2 separate regions of the Rattus norvegicus genome follow, and region 1 is linked to region 2. The links are chromatin contacts, called in public Hi-C maps. All regions are on one chromosome and are shown on one strand. Each heading gives the region's core, a stretch centred on a gene start, on an enhancer-like site or on the middle of the called end of the contact. The rest is flanking DNA. Distances are from core to core; before and after follow the strand shown. Region 1 holds the start of Kifap3 (kinesin-associated protein 3). Region 2 holds the start of Gorab (golgin, RAB6-interacting).

Evidence for each region. Hi-C and Micro-C count contacts between places; a contact is called where the count stands out from the background.
Region 1: a Hi-C map of Schwann cells shows a contact between it and region 2, with 2.9 times the contacts expected there. The contact joins the promoter of Kifap3 here to the promoter of Gorab in region 2. A contact is called at or near these places in 4 of 12 Hi-C or Micro-C datasets (Schwann cells, frontal cortex, mammary epithelial cells and 1 more) and 1 of 1 datasets of contacts at active chromatin or transcription factors (oligodendrocytes).

What each region holds. Positions count from the first base shown.
Region 1 is chr13:78,665,232-78,672,752 of GRCr8, reverse strand. Kifap3 (kinesin-associated protein 3) reads right to left here and starts at 1,452. Exons shown (of 20, transcript NM_001401347.1): 1 at 1,225-1,452. The coding sequence starts at 1,256.
Region 2 is chr13:78,290,292-78,297,703 of GRCr8, reverse strand. It overlaps Gorab (golgin, RAB6-interacting), which reads left to right and starts at 2,216. Exons shown (of 5, transcript NM_001100563.1): 1 at 2,216-2,353. The coding sequence starts at 2,293.

The DNA of each region.
Region 1 (7,521 bases), core at 203-2,702, 380 kb before region 2:
AATGTGTGGGGAAATGCACGTGTGTGTATATGTTGTTAACAAAATGATGCTGGGAATGAGGACTGACTATATATTTGTTGTGATTCCTTTTACAAATATATTTGTTTTGATTCCTTTTACAAATCTCTGTTGAAAGTCTTCTCATTTGCCTTTTCCATTAAAGATATAAAATGAAAAAGACAAAGCACTATGTTCCCTTTGTCTTATAAAAGCAGTACAGTTGATTTATCTTACAATTGCTTGACTATGTTAAGAGTCCACTAACACTTGTAAGATATTTCTGTGATGGCTAGAACCCTATCAGTAAGGGAAAATATACTCAACAAATTTTATTAGGACTTAACCACCTAACAGGCATGTTTTAATGTCTCTCATTCTCAAATGAAGTAATTATGTCCAAAAAAAAAAAAAATCTGTGTGCTTTTTGCAGTGGATTAGCAACAGAGCTTTAACTAAAAATAGAGACTCCAAATTAGCATTTTCTTTAATTTATTCACTGCTTGCTCACACTTGATCCAGTGGGAGGTATATTTTTTTTTTTAACCATGGGTGGTCTTATTTTGGACAGAAGTTAAGGAATCTCACAAAATTTCCTTAATTTCCTTTTTCTTTGGTGTGGCTGATATCATACATATTTTTTTTAAAAAGTAGGCTTTTTCATGCCAAGGTCTTAATAATAATAATGAACTTCCTACAGAAATTATACAGTGAATGTCACCGTCAAGTGGGTGAAATGGACCAAGACCAGAAGACTCAACATCTCAATCCAGTCTTGCATAAAGCAAAAACCACCACCTCTGCCTTTATTCCACACCCCCCGCCATGATTTACGAATCTCAAACTGAACACAAATCGGTGATGTGACACAATTCATTTCCAAGTTCCCATGGGATTCATCTATTGAGAAATCCAGGAGAGTGGGATAGGAAAAAACAAAAACAAAAAACACGAAATATGGGGTTTACCTCGCCCAACCTGCCTCTCACTGCGGTTATAGATTAATATACCAAGGACACCATCATAGATGCTGTCAGGATGCCTCCAAGCCAAAGTGAATTAAGGACCTCGCGCCCCGCCGCAGGGTCCATCCTTTATTCCATCCCATCATTTTCTCTTTTCTTCCCTGCTTTCCACCCCTTCACATATCTAGCTTTGCCCCTGGACATCCCATGGTCAGAGGGTTAACACCTAAGGATCTGCTCAGGGCGGAGCCCCGGTCGTCACCTTTTGAGGTATCTGGCGTCCTCGCTTTGCATGGCGGCGGCAGCAGCGGCGTGGGGAGAATGGGAGGGTCTGAGGATCTGGGAGGGCTACTTCCGGGGACCCGGCCAAGGTACCCTCAAAGCAGAGGCGGTGACAGTCCCGAGGCCTGCAAGGCGGGGCAGCGGCGGCGCAGCGGTTACCACGGTGAGGCCGCCGGCCCCTCCCACAGCTCCTGGGCCCCAAAACACTGGAGCAGCCCAGACCCGCCCAGAGCCGTCAGGGCACGACTCTCCGCAAAGCGCATGCGCTCACGCGACAGCTACAATCTGCGCAGGCCCAGTTTGAGGCCCTGGCTCCTGCGACAAATCTGACGTTCCCAGGAACTGCGGGGAAGGGTTTGGTGCTGATCTGGGAGCGTGTGGTTAGGAGGCGTATTCCCGGTCACTGCCCCCTGGAGGATAGGAAAGGAAAAAGCATTGCAATCTGCAAAACTGGAGTTTAAAGTCCTTAGCGTGAAATAAGACAGTGTAACCAGTAAACCTTTTAGCTAATGACGGTCATCAGGGTAGCCTTTGACAACAACCTCTACGGTGGAGCTTCTATTCTGGAACATATGAGGTTCTGCACTGATTGCACTGAATTCTAGCTGGTGGAAATAGTTGGTGATATGGAGTGTATAGGACTAGAGTCAACTTTGAAAATGGCAATTAAAATCATAAAGTAGAAAACACTCCCTTCTATTACAACAAGCCAATGTCTGAACTTCCAAATGGTTCATTGATTCCTGAGCAATCGTTCTTCCAAGGCAAGCAATTGTCGACAATGTATAGAGAAAAAAGAGCTGCTTTTTAGCAGTGGCAAGCTGTCTGCTCTGCTTCGAGATGGGGAATCCTTTAACCTGTCCTTCACTGTCTTCTAGTACATTGTTAGCCACTCCTTTAAATGAGTTAATAGTGATTGATCTTTATGTGTAAAATGTCACACAGAGAGACATTAAAAAGATGTTCTATGCCCCTCCCCATTCACGCCGATTAAATTTATTTCGGTTAAAGTTGTAACTATTCTTTCAATCTATCAAGAATGGAATTCGGAGCAAACTTTCAGTTCTCTTTGTTTATACAAGTCTTCTTAATGAACTGTCACAAAATTCTGTCTTTAAGGTAGTCATGATATTCAGCCTTTCTTCTCCGTTCACACTCTGATGATTAGTCTAAGCAGGTCACATATGGAGTTCTTCCCAACTTGACTTCTATTTCAAATATAGATTCTTCAAACCAAGGCAAAAATGTACAAACTATCGGTCACAACATCTTTAACAATTATAAAAGCAGGGCAGACTACTTTAAAGCAGTGGTTCTTAACTGTGGGTCCTGACCTCTCTGTGGTTCGAAGGACCCTTTCACAGGGATCTCCTAAAACCGTCAGAAAACACAGATATTTACATCAAGATTCACAACAGTAACAAAATTACAGCAGTTATGAAGTAGCAATGGAAATAATTTTATGGTTGGGGGTCACCATACCATCAGGAACATATTAAAGAGTCACACAGAGTGTTAGGAAGGTTGATAAGCACTGCTTCAAAACCTTTGTAAAGGATGACAGGATGGCTCATTGGGTAACAAAGCCTGCCTCCGAGTCTGATAATGTGAGTTCTATCTCAGGGACCCACATCATGGGAGGAGAGGAGCCTACATCTGCAAGTTGTCCTTTGACTTATACATGTGTCCAGAACACACACACACACACACACACACACACACACACACACACACACACGCTAATTAAAAATATCTTTTAATGTAAAGCCTTTATATACCTAAAATTAAAAGATCAAAATGCAGAGACAGGCTTCATAATAAAGCCACATGCTTACATATTCAATCTGACAGCAGTGCGTGTGTGCGTGTGTGTGTGTGGGGGGGTGGGGGGTGGGGAGAGAGAGAGAGAGTTAGGTAGCTGAATGTGTGCTTTGAAGCAAGCCAATAAGCCGTATTCCTTCATAGTCTTTTCAGTTCTAGTTCCACGTTCCTGCCTTGAGTTGACTGTTAAGTCAAATAAACCTCTTTCTCTTCTCCCAGGTTGCTTTGGTTAGTGTTTCATCACAGCCACAAAGCACTGCTGTCAGATTGAATATGTAAGTATGTGGCTTTCTTATGAAGCCTGTCTCTTCATTTTTGTTGTTCTTTTCATTAACTGATGGCAGGCAGTGCTGTAGGCTTTACCTTAAAGAAATTTTCAGTGCAAATTCAGTGCAGGAAACTAAATATAGAGTGGCGATTCAGCTAAAAATAAACATTAATTGCCATGAACATTAAAAAAATTAATTTCTGCTTAGCAACAAAGACACCAAAGAAAGCAAAAGGATGAGTCAAAAATGCCATAAGCCATTTGCAGCAAATACAAACGAAGACTGGGTTACTATTTGGGCTCTGTTATGATCCTCTGCTATAAATTGCAGAAAATATAACCTACTTGGAAAAGGGGCAAAGGAGGAAATAGGAATACAAAGTAAACAAAGAAGAAAGGAAGGAAAGGAGGAGGAGGGAGGGAGGGAAGGAGGGAAGGAAGGAGGGAAGGAAGGAAAAAGGATGAGGTAAAGGTGTTCCACTTTACCAGTAGCCAAGGAGCAAAACGAACTGTATCTGGTGAGGATGAGAAGCCCTAGAGATTTTTTTGGTCCACATTTGTAGCGGATTGTACAGTCGAAAAATTATGTGAGACTAACATGTCTGATTATTTGTAAGGCTGGATACTTTAAATATCAACCATCATGCTCTTAGTTTTGTGTCTCAGAGAAAATCCTAGTATCTTTGTACAATGAAGACTATTCAAGAATGATCAGGTGTATTGAGAACTGTGAAAAAGCAACTTAAAAACTGGATCTGAAGTACTTTAGACAATGCAAACAATTAGCCAGAGTGTCTACATAAGAAAGATGTGAAGACAAAAAGACTACTGAAAATTACATACAAGACTTTTTAATTCAGATAATTTACTTGCAATAATATAAATTCTTCTTGGTGTATGGTTCTGTGAGATTTTTAAAGTTCTTAAGTTATATAATTTTCAGAGTTATAAAAATAGAGTACTATCATTCTTCTAGAATTCCATGCATTCCTTTTGGTGGCATCCTATATTAACAGTTCAGGGAAATATGGATCTGTGTTCTGTTCTCAGAATTTTATCATTTCCAAAGTGTCATCTAACCAAATGTGTTCTGGGTCTATTTTGGGGTGTGGATAACATTCCAGATTCTTTTCCTTTGATACCCTTGAGGGCAGTGTGCCCCATTATTGCTCCCTAAATAGTCTCCAGTATAACATTTCGAAAGGTCTTATTACTACCGAATGAACTAACTGCAAAAGAAAAATATAAATTTGACTCTTTTTTTGAAAAATACATTAAAAATGAAAAGGTAAGAGTATGACAGAAAGGATTTTTCATAAATAGATAAGATCAATTACCTGCATTAAAATTTTAGAACTCAGTTATAAAACTTAAAATAAGCAAAAATATGTTTTACAAATAAAAAAGTACTATTAACACATGATAATTTAATGTTCTCAGTCATGGAAGTGTAGCCCATGATAAATATGTTATGCACTGATACTAGTTTATACCCATATTGTTTAGGAATAAAGCATTTTGAACTTTGTAGTTTGAAACACACATTTATTAGCTTACAGTTCTGTGGGTCATAAGTATCAAATAAGTCCCACTGGGCTAAAGCCAGGATGTGATGAAAAGATTTATCCCTTTCTGAATACTCTTCATGTCTGCCCACATCTTCCCCTTCCCCACATTCAAGAGCCCATTTATATTCCTCTGTCATGGCCTCTCCTGTCTCCACAGCTGGCAATTTTACCTCAGACCTTTCTCATCTTTCTCTCTTGCTGATCCATGTTTCATTTTATTTGTCTCCCCATAGCCAAGAAATAGTTTATACATTTAAAAACCTATATGGGCTATCTGGAAACTTTAGAACAACCTCTCCATGTCAAGATGGGTCTTTAATTTTAATCAAATATGTTATTGTCTCAAAAGGTAACACATTTATAAGCTTCTGGAGGTGTGATGTAAACATCATTTTGGCTTGCTGTAACACTATAATACATTTTCTAACAGGATCCTCCAGAGCTTTCAGGGAGTAAACTACCAATCAAAGAGTACATATGGAGGGATCCATGGCTCCAGCTACATATGTAGCAGAGCATTGCCTTATCTGTCATCAATGGCAGGGGAGGCCCTTGGTCCTGTAGAGGCTTGATGCCCCAGCACAGGGGAATGCTAAAGCGGTGAGGCAGGAGTGGGTGGGTGGGCAGAGGAACACCCTCATAGAGACAAAGGGGGGAGTTTGCAGAGGAGAGAGCAGGAAGGAGGACATTTGAAATGTAAATAAATAAAATAACCAATAAAAAAGAAAATATAGGAACAACATACAAGGACCTCTAAGCACTTTATGTGACTCTTAGAATAAAATAATGAACAGAATAGGGACAAGCAAACATGTCCTGAGTTAACCCAAGACAGAAATCCCAGGCAAATTAAAGAAAGAGATGTCCATCAGAGGCCTGCCACACCAGGACAATCCAGGTTAAGCACCCTCCTCACTACAACAAGAACATCCAGATGACCAAAGTCATCCAGATGGAAGAAAAAACAAAAACAAAAACAAACCAAACCTCGAAAGAACACAATCAACAAAAGCCATGGCAATGTGACCCCTTCAGAGCACAGCAACCCTACTACAGCAAACCCTGGATATCCTAGCATAACCAAAGCACAAAAAATGACCTTAAATCAGATCCTATAAAATGATAGAGGCCTTCAAAGAGGATGTGAATAAATCCCTTAAAGAAATATAGGTCAATAAAATTAAATATATGAAGAAAATAAGTAAAACTGTTCAAGACCTGAAAATAGAAAAAGAAACAAAAATGACAAAACAAAAACAAAAACAGGGAATTGTGAAGATGGAAAACCTAGGGAAGAGAACAGGAACAATGGCAAGCATCGCCAACAGAATACAAGAGATAGGAGAGAAACTCTCAGACATAGAAGAATGATAGAAGAAATTGGTGTGCCAGTCAAAGAAAGTGTTAAGTCTAAAGATTTCCTGACACAAAACATCCAGGAAGTGTGGGATACCATGAAGAGACCTAACCTAAGAATAATAGCAATAGAAGAAGATGGAGAGTCTCATCTCCAAAGACCAGAAAATATTTTCAACAAAATCACAGAAGAAAACTTTCCCAACCTAAAGAAAGAGATGCCTATAAACATATTAGAAGCTTATAGAGCATTAATTAGGTCAGACCAAAGAGAAAATTCTACCACCATATAATAATCAAACCACAGAATTTACAAAATAAAGAAAGAATAATGAAAGCAGCAAGGGAAAAGGCCATGTAACTAACATATAAAGGCAGGCCTATTAGAATTACACTCAACTTCTCAGCAGAGACTCTAAATCCTAGAAAAACCTGAACGAATTTCTTGCAACCTGTATAAAACCACAGATGTCAGCCTAGACTACTACATCCAGCAGAACTCTCAGTCACCATAGATGGATAAAACAAAATATTTAAAGACGAATCCAAATTTAAACACTACCTATCCATAAATCCAGCCCTACAGAAAACACTAGAAGGAAAACTCCAACCTAAGGAGGATAACTACACCCAAGAAAACAGGAAACAAGTAATTCTGCACCAGCAAAAACAAGGGAAGTACACACATACCACCACTACCACCACCACCACCATCACCAACAGCATCAAAATAATAGGAATTAACAATTACTGGTCATAATATATCTTGACATCAATTTCCTAATAAAAAGAGACAGGCTAACAGAATGGATGTGAAAGCAGCATTCATCATTCTGCAGGATACTAAAACACACCTCAGCAACAATGATAAACATTATCTTAGAGTAAAGGGCTGGAAAAAATTTCCAAGCGAATGAACACAAGAAGCAAGCTGGAATAGCCATATCCAATATTTAATAAATTATATCCAATATCTGATGAAATAGATTTTCAACCAAAATTAATCAAAAGAGACAGGGAAGGATACTTCATAGTCATCAAAGGAAAAAAATCTACCAAGATGATATCTCTCAATTCTGAACAGTTATGCCTCAAACACAAGGTCACCCTCATTAGAACTTCAACTCAATTGAACACTGAATCCTATTCATTAATAGTGGAAAACTTCAACGCCCAACCCTCACCAATTGACAGGTCATCCAGACAAAAACTAAACAGAGAAATTGTGAAACTAACAGACATGAATCAAATGGACTTAACAGAC
Region 2 (7,412 bases), core at 967-3,466:
CGGCCGGGCAGCTCAGTTTTATAAATGCACTAGACACACAATTCTATTTTTAAAAAAATATCAGTTATTTTTATTGTTTTACACTGGGTCTCACATCACAGCCAGGGTGGTCTCTAATTCACGGTGTAACCCAGACTGGATTCAAACTCATGCCACAGCCTCTTGAGTGCTGGAATTATAGGAATGGAGCACCACATCTGGCTCTAGATTTTTGGTTTTAAAAAAACACCAATCATCTAGTGAAGAATCAACCGGGGAAAAATATTACAGTCCAAATTGTCACATATGATACCTTTTTATAAACACACAAACATGCTGAAATATATATATATATATATACAAATATATATATATTTAAATACAAAAATGTACATTATGGAACTTAAAAGAATATAAAAAGAAAATACTACAAAATATAGCTACTCAAGACTGAGTTTCTTACAGATAACTGAAAACAAACTAGTTAAGAGCCTGAACATATAGAGATTAGAAAAACACAGCCTACTGCTCTGGCAAATAAGGAAGCCTTCTGTGTGTAAGGGAAACAATAACACGCCTGGTGTATATGGTATAGGATCCAGATTTTTACACAAATGGGGAAATTTTTCCCTTTAAATATAGTTGGCTTAACATGACTGAGATTTCCAGCAAAACTCTTCTAGAGATATTCCCTCAACTCAGAACAAAATTCTCCTACAGAACAAGGACTTTTGGAACTGAGTTTCCACCAGTATATCCTACAGCATTGTAAAAGTGGGCTCCTTGAGGAAGGGCCAACAGAACAAGGAAAAGGAGATTTGGAATGTTACAAATGGGAAAGTATAACTTTATACAGATGGATTTTATTGGCTTTTATTATCTCTTGCTGGTGCCTTGATTTGCATTCATAAGCAAGGCAGAACCTTTTAAAATGCCATCATTATTGACTCTATTAAGATTAGTGATAATTCTTGAAACTCATAGAAAATGAATGAATAAAATGTAACAGAGAGCACACACATTGGTTTAAGATTGCTGTTGGGTCACTAGTAAACGGTTATTGTGTGCAGAGGGTAAGCTGAATCGGCTACCAGATTGTGACAGATTGCTACACTTTATCCTGTAGTCAGCGTATACCTGTTTACATATTTAGTCTATGTTCAAAACTTGAACAAAACTAATCCTTTTAGATGGTTATTTTTACCTTTTAAATATAGTGAGAATAAACTCATCTTTAAGATAAGCATGTGTGGCATCCTTGAATTTGGGAAAAACCCATTGAATTTCAAAGTTTAAAGATTATAAGAAAGATGTCGAACCTTTTTCTGATACTTATCTAAACTGAACTGCTCATTCCAATCATTGGTGTCATATTTTACGGTATGCTGTTTTATTTCAACTTGATTAAAAACATTGACTCCTAGGCTGGAAATTAATACACTTTTAAATTTTCAATGTAGCCAATGTAATGTTTTTGGGTTTTAGTAAAAATAATGAAAATAGAAACGATTAGTCGGTTTAAAAAAAACGCTGACTTAGGCATACATTGACAAGTTTTGCAGCTTTTAATTTTTCTAAACTCTACTTAAAACGTTGAAATGGAAGCTCAAGAAGACAGCTTTAGACCAAAAATAGTCATCACTTAGGACTTGAGTGTGGTGTGGTGATGCGGCACTTCTTTCTATAGTCCCAGCACTTGGCAGGAGGATTTGTGAATTGGAGACCAGCAAAATCTCTTGGTATAAGGGTTAGGTACTGAGTCTCATTCATCAAAGAAATAAGAAAATGAAATCTGCTAGATAACTACTGTCTGGCAGAGAACTGGCCATTGATTATACCTCACCCCTACTCCATGTTTCTCCATGACTTAGAATCTACAAGCCAAGGATGCTCCGGTACAGCCCACCTCCCAGGCAACACTGACTCCGCCCAGCTGGTCAGACAGGACCCGCCCTCTTTAGGCCTCCTCTGCCAAAGCCTCCCTGTCAGTTTGCATCAGCCCTTCTTCTCATTCCCATAGTCCCCATCTTGCCAAAATTTATGGAAAAGGAAGAACTGGAACGTGTAGCAGAGGCCCAGGAGTGGAGACGAAGGCGGTGGTGGTGCGGTCCGTCGAGATGGTTCTTCAGGCATCGCTCGGACAGCTCCAGGGGCGCAGGCCCCCGAATGACGAGAGGGTCCTAGCGCCACAGTTCAGCGCTCTGATTGGCTGTTCGCCGCATCCACTGAAGGAACCCGGATGTGCCTGTGGAGTTGTGTTGGCAATCTGCGCGCCGGGATTTGGGCACTCTTTGGGTGCCTAGGGCTAGGCGGATGGCTCAGGGTTGGGCTGGCTTCTCTGAAGAAGAGCTGAGGAGACTAAAGCAGAATAAAGGTAAGGTGTATATCCGTGTGGGTGTGGAGTCTCGAGTCTGAAGGACAGGAGGCCTTCCTAGTGGGTGAGGGGGCGTGGGGGCTGGAGCTGCAAGTGGAAGGACAGGAATCGTGGGGCTCCCAGGTGGCTGTTTTAGCTGCAGAGGCCCCGAGGGTTTCTCTTTTAACATCCGCTTTCTGATGATTTAATATACCCCTGTTTAAAGAATTGAGGCTAGGGAGAGAAAGCGAAGCCAACACCAGAATGGCTCGTCAGGGAGGACTGTAGCACAAATCAATGGTTGCAGACTTGGCGTCAGGGTGACTGAAGAGTAGCACTGCATATATATACAGCATCATAATTGCGAACTTATAAAAAGTTATTGCGAAAGGGATCATGAGAGTGAATAAGCGTGAAAGAGGTGGTAATTTATGATACATCTGTATTACGTTTACTTCTGGCTACCGGATGAATTTGCACATCTTTCCAGTTTTGGGGAATCGCAAACCAAAAGGGTTTTTGAGAGGTTAAGATTTGAAGTGCGTGTATGTGTTTGTGTGCACGAGCACAGTGCACTCACATGTTTGTCTTTACTGCCTTGAGAGACAGCCAAAATCTAGTGCTCTCCCCAGGGCTTTATGGAATAATTATAGATCAATATATGGCCTTGCTACAACGCTACTTCTGATTCATTAAATTTTCTGGTACTTGGTAGGAAACGATGTAAAAACGCTCTTGACCTGTGATTGAAACTTCACAAAGATGTCTGTGCTAATCTTGGTAGTGCCCATCACTTCTGTGAGAATTTTCTGCCACTATTAACGTTATAAAAAGTATATTTTATTTAAGGATGAAATTAAATAAATTCTTCCATGTCTGTAGTTTGTGAGAAATTTGGATAGGGCTCAGGTACACTGTAATTTTTAGCCTAGATATGAGAATTATTTAGGGCTGACAGGTGCAAAAGGAGGTAAGTCGCTAACATGAGGTCACTGTGCCTTATATACATTTGGGGGAAATAGGGTTGGTCTAGGGATCTTTTAAAACTCTCATGAAATTATCATATCAGATGTGTCCCAACTGATTCTGTCCAGCTGGGTGGTTTCAGGTTCTTTTGTTCTGTGAATCATTCTTCATTCACATACCTGTGTCTAAAGTACAGGCATCTAGATCTGATCTGACTCCGTTCTCAGCATCTGCTTTTGAATTAGGTGTGTGGTCCAGGGGCTTCTTCCGTCCTTGCCAACAGGGATGCTCACCTGTCATGAAATATAACTTCTGCATCAGAGGTGTTAAGATGAGCAGGACATCTTTGCCTTTAGAGACCTTGTAGATTAATGAGACAGACCGTGAAATACTGTGGGGGTAGATATTGACCAAGTGTTAGCCACAGAGCAAGTTCATGCTGAGGATTTAATGAACTCTGGGAATATTTCATGGAGGTTAAATGTTGTCTTTAACTTGCCAGGGTTTAATGTAGGGCTCCCATATGTTTGTTATCTTAAAAAAAGTATATTTTAACTATTTCTTTAATTTGGATATGGTTAGAAGTTGATAAGAACCTAAACTTCAAGGCCTGTCCCTTGGTCATGAAACACTAGACTGCGTTTAAAATCACCCATATGACATCTGAGAACAGAAGTATCTTCCCACCTTTATGTAGCCTTAGCGGAACACTGTGATCAGCACAAAAATACCAAGTCTTCTACCTTGGGCTTCCCATTCCTAAAGCTGCAGAAATCACGTCCTCCTTGCAGCTGTTAAGAATACAGTTAAATAATCTAGGAAGATGGGATCCATTGCCAGCAAAAATAAGTACAGGGTGCTTTTGAAACACTTGAATGCATATGCAGTCAAGAATGTTCTTAGCCACTTTGTTTATAATATTCAGAAGTTAGAAATAAACCAGTTGTTTACTAGCAAGCGAGAGGATACATAATACAGTTGATGGGACTGTATTAATCATTAGCTACATTCATTAATAATGAGTTTTATTTTTAAAAGGAACAGGTTTGCGGCTGAGTAGATAATGGCATAGTATAGTTTATATAGGAACAAAATTAGGTAAAATAGGCGTCCTTTAAGACTATCTGAAGACTATCAAAGAAGTGAAATAAAATTGTGATTGATAGAGAGGCGAGGGTGTGTGATGGGGAGGGAGAAATACATACAGCAGCACTGGTAATTAAGAAATTAGGCTAACAGTTTTAATAAAAGCAGTAAAGAAAACCTTGGAAACATAGCCAGTTGTTTAAAATAATGAAGGTTTATTTTTCAGTCTAGTGTCATGTAACATGGGTTGCCAGGTGAAACTGATACACAGTCATCCCATATCATCTTTTGATGCTGTCACACGGCAGTTATTTTTGGCAGGAAGAAGAGAAGATTGGAACTAGAACATTGGTAATTAAATGCTTTCTCTGGCAAATAACTTTGATAAAAAGTAAGTCAAATCATTTTATGGAACGGAAACATTTGTTATATAATGAAATGTTGTCACAGGGAGACGGGGTATGTCAACTATAGTCATCGACATCTTAAACTGAATTATTTTCACTCACACAGATTAGAAGAGTGTATGGCATACATATACCCCAATAAGTATGATGTATGTATACACACATGATCTGTGGCTGATTTCATATGTAAAGAAATGGAAGAATGCAATACAAGTATGCTGTCAGTTTTAAGATAAATATTTATTTCTATGTGCCCTTTATTATTCCTTTCTACTCATTTATTTTATGGTGTGAGCCCTTTGGCCATAGCATGGGTGTGGCAGTCAGAGGCTGTCTTTTAGGAGTCACTTCCCTCGTTCTACCCTGTGAGTCCTAGGAGTCAGCACTCAGGTCTTCAGGCTTGGTGACAAGTGCATGTACCTGCTCAACCGTCTTACCCACTGCCTTTATTCTTGATAGTACGAGTCCCGTTCATCTCTTTGTTTTATTTAGTAATTTCCTTGCTATTCTTAACAGTTTATATAATAATTTTTAAAAAAATTTTTACCAAATTTTAGGGGATAGGAATTTGATTAGAATTGCATTGAATCTTTAGATCAGTTTGGAGATATTTAGTATCATCATGGAAGGGTGCATGTGTGTCCATTTATTTGCCGTGTAACAAATTTTAGAATTTTTTCCCATATAAATTTTGAATGTTTTCTGTTGTTAGATTTTTTCTTCCGTAGAGTTATGACCATTTCTGGCATTGAAATTAATTATCATGGTATCTTTAATTATCATTTCTCTTATAGTATGTGTGAATATAAAAGAAATAGTAGATGTTTCAAAGAAAAGGAATATGAATGTATGCCAACCATCAACAAGAAGCAGAGCATTAGAAATCAGAAGCACAGTGAGGTACCACCTTATGCCCTCTTGTTTGCCAAAGTTAAAACATTAAACAAAACAATACCATGCATTAAAATGGATTCTTACACATTGCTGGACAAAATGTGTTTGGAAAGCAGTTTAACATCTAGTGTTACATGTTGTCACCCAGTACTTTGGGGGTAATATCCAAGGCAAAATTTAACAGCCAGGTTCACAGAGGTAAAATCTAAAACCAGCTTCAGTGTCTCTCAGGGAAGAAGATGGGGAACTTGGGCTTGTCACTCTGAGGATGTGTCTCAGCCCTGGAAATGAGTGACTGTGACAGTGTCAATAAGTGTGACACTGGGGAAGAAATACTTGCTCTTGCAGTACACTTTGGGTGAAATTAATACTTTTTAAAATTATTTGTAGACTCATAAGAAAATGATCAACATGACTGGGGTCAGAGAGAAGGATATAATTATCAGACACACAGATCACTGACATGTAGACACACACACACACACACACACACACACACACACACACACACACACGAGAAACATTCCCCAGGAACTGATCGTAGCAGTTACGAGTCTCACTGATCTTCCAGAGGGCGTGGGTTCAGGTCCCAGCACCTACTTGGCAGCTCACGCCCTTAAGTAAACTGCAGTTCCTTGGGATCTAATGTTCCGTTCTGCCCTCTGAGGTCACGGCATGTGCATGCTGTATATAGATGCAAGCAAAACACTAATATTCATAAAATCTCTTTTTAAGGTATTTAACTTTTCAGGGTTTTTCCCTCCTTGCTTTTGATGATCCAGTTTTAAAGTGTTACTAGTAACGATAATCATCAGTCATGTTTACAAAATAACACGCTTGTTGGCCTCTGATGTCTTTTGCTTTCTGGTTCAGAAAATTGGACCTAGGGTGCCATGATGTTTCTTCCCCTCTGTATCGTCAGCCTGGCTTTTAGTTGGAACATGCCAGTGCAGATTAAGAGTCACTTTCCACTATAGTGTAATCTAGGTTTTGATGGTTGTTACGGTCCCTATGTTTAAAACCACAGCCATTCTTATAAACCTGCTGCTGGAGCCAGAGTTAAGTGGTTGAGCACTTGCCTGGCATGTGCAAGGTCTGGGTTCAGTCCAACACCACAAAATAAATAGAGTAAGTAAGTAAATAAATAAAAATAGAAATAATTTTTAAGTGCCTGTTTTTAATTGTGAAAATCAGTGTCTGGTTGTTTTGACCTAAATTGCTTTAATGACAGCAGCTGACTAGAAGTTACTGTGGCTAGTCCTCCTTGTGCTAGATTTACGATCCTCAATTGGCCCTAAGTTTCCAGAACATAGTACTTAAACAGTGTATTCTGTTTTCACATGCCCTGACTTGTTTATTGATTGCTAGTGAAAAATATGTCATTGTAAGCCTTCCATCTATGCTCTGTAAAGAATATAAAGTAAAATATAAAGACACCGTTGAGTTACAAAGGAACTACTAATTACTCAGTTAATGTTTTCAGTTGGAACCCAATCAGCCTCAGTGACATTTTTGATGTTGTAAATAAGAGCAGTAAGCAACAGTAATCTTTATTGTAGAGGAAGGTGCTTTGTATTTTCTGAGAAAGTCCATGTCTTAGTTATTTTTCTGTAAAGATGAACTGAGAACAAGGCTGCGTTTATATCATCTTGATAATATGATATAAAGACTGTTGTACCTGGGAAAATGGCTGACTGTTCTGGGCTTTCAAGATAAAGGATGGGAGG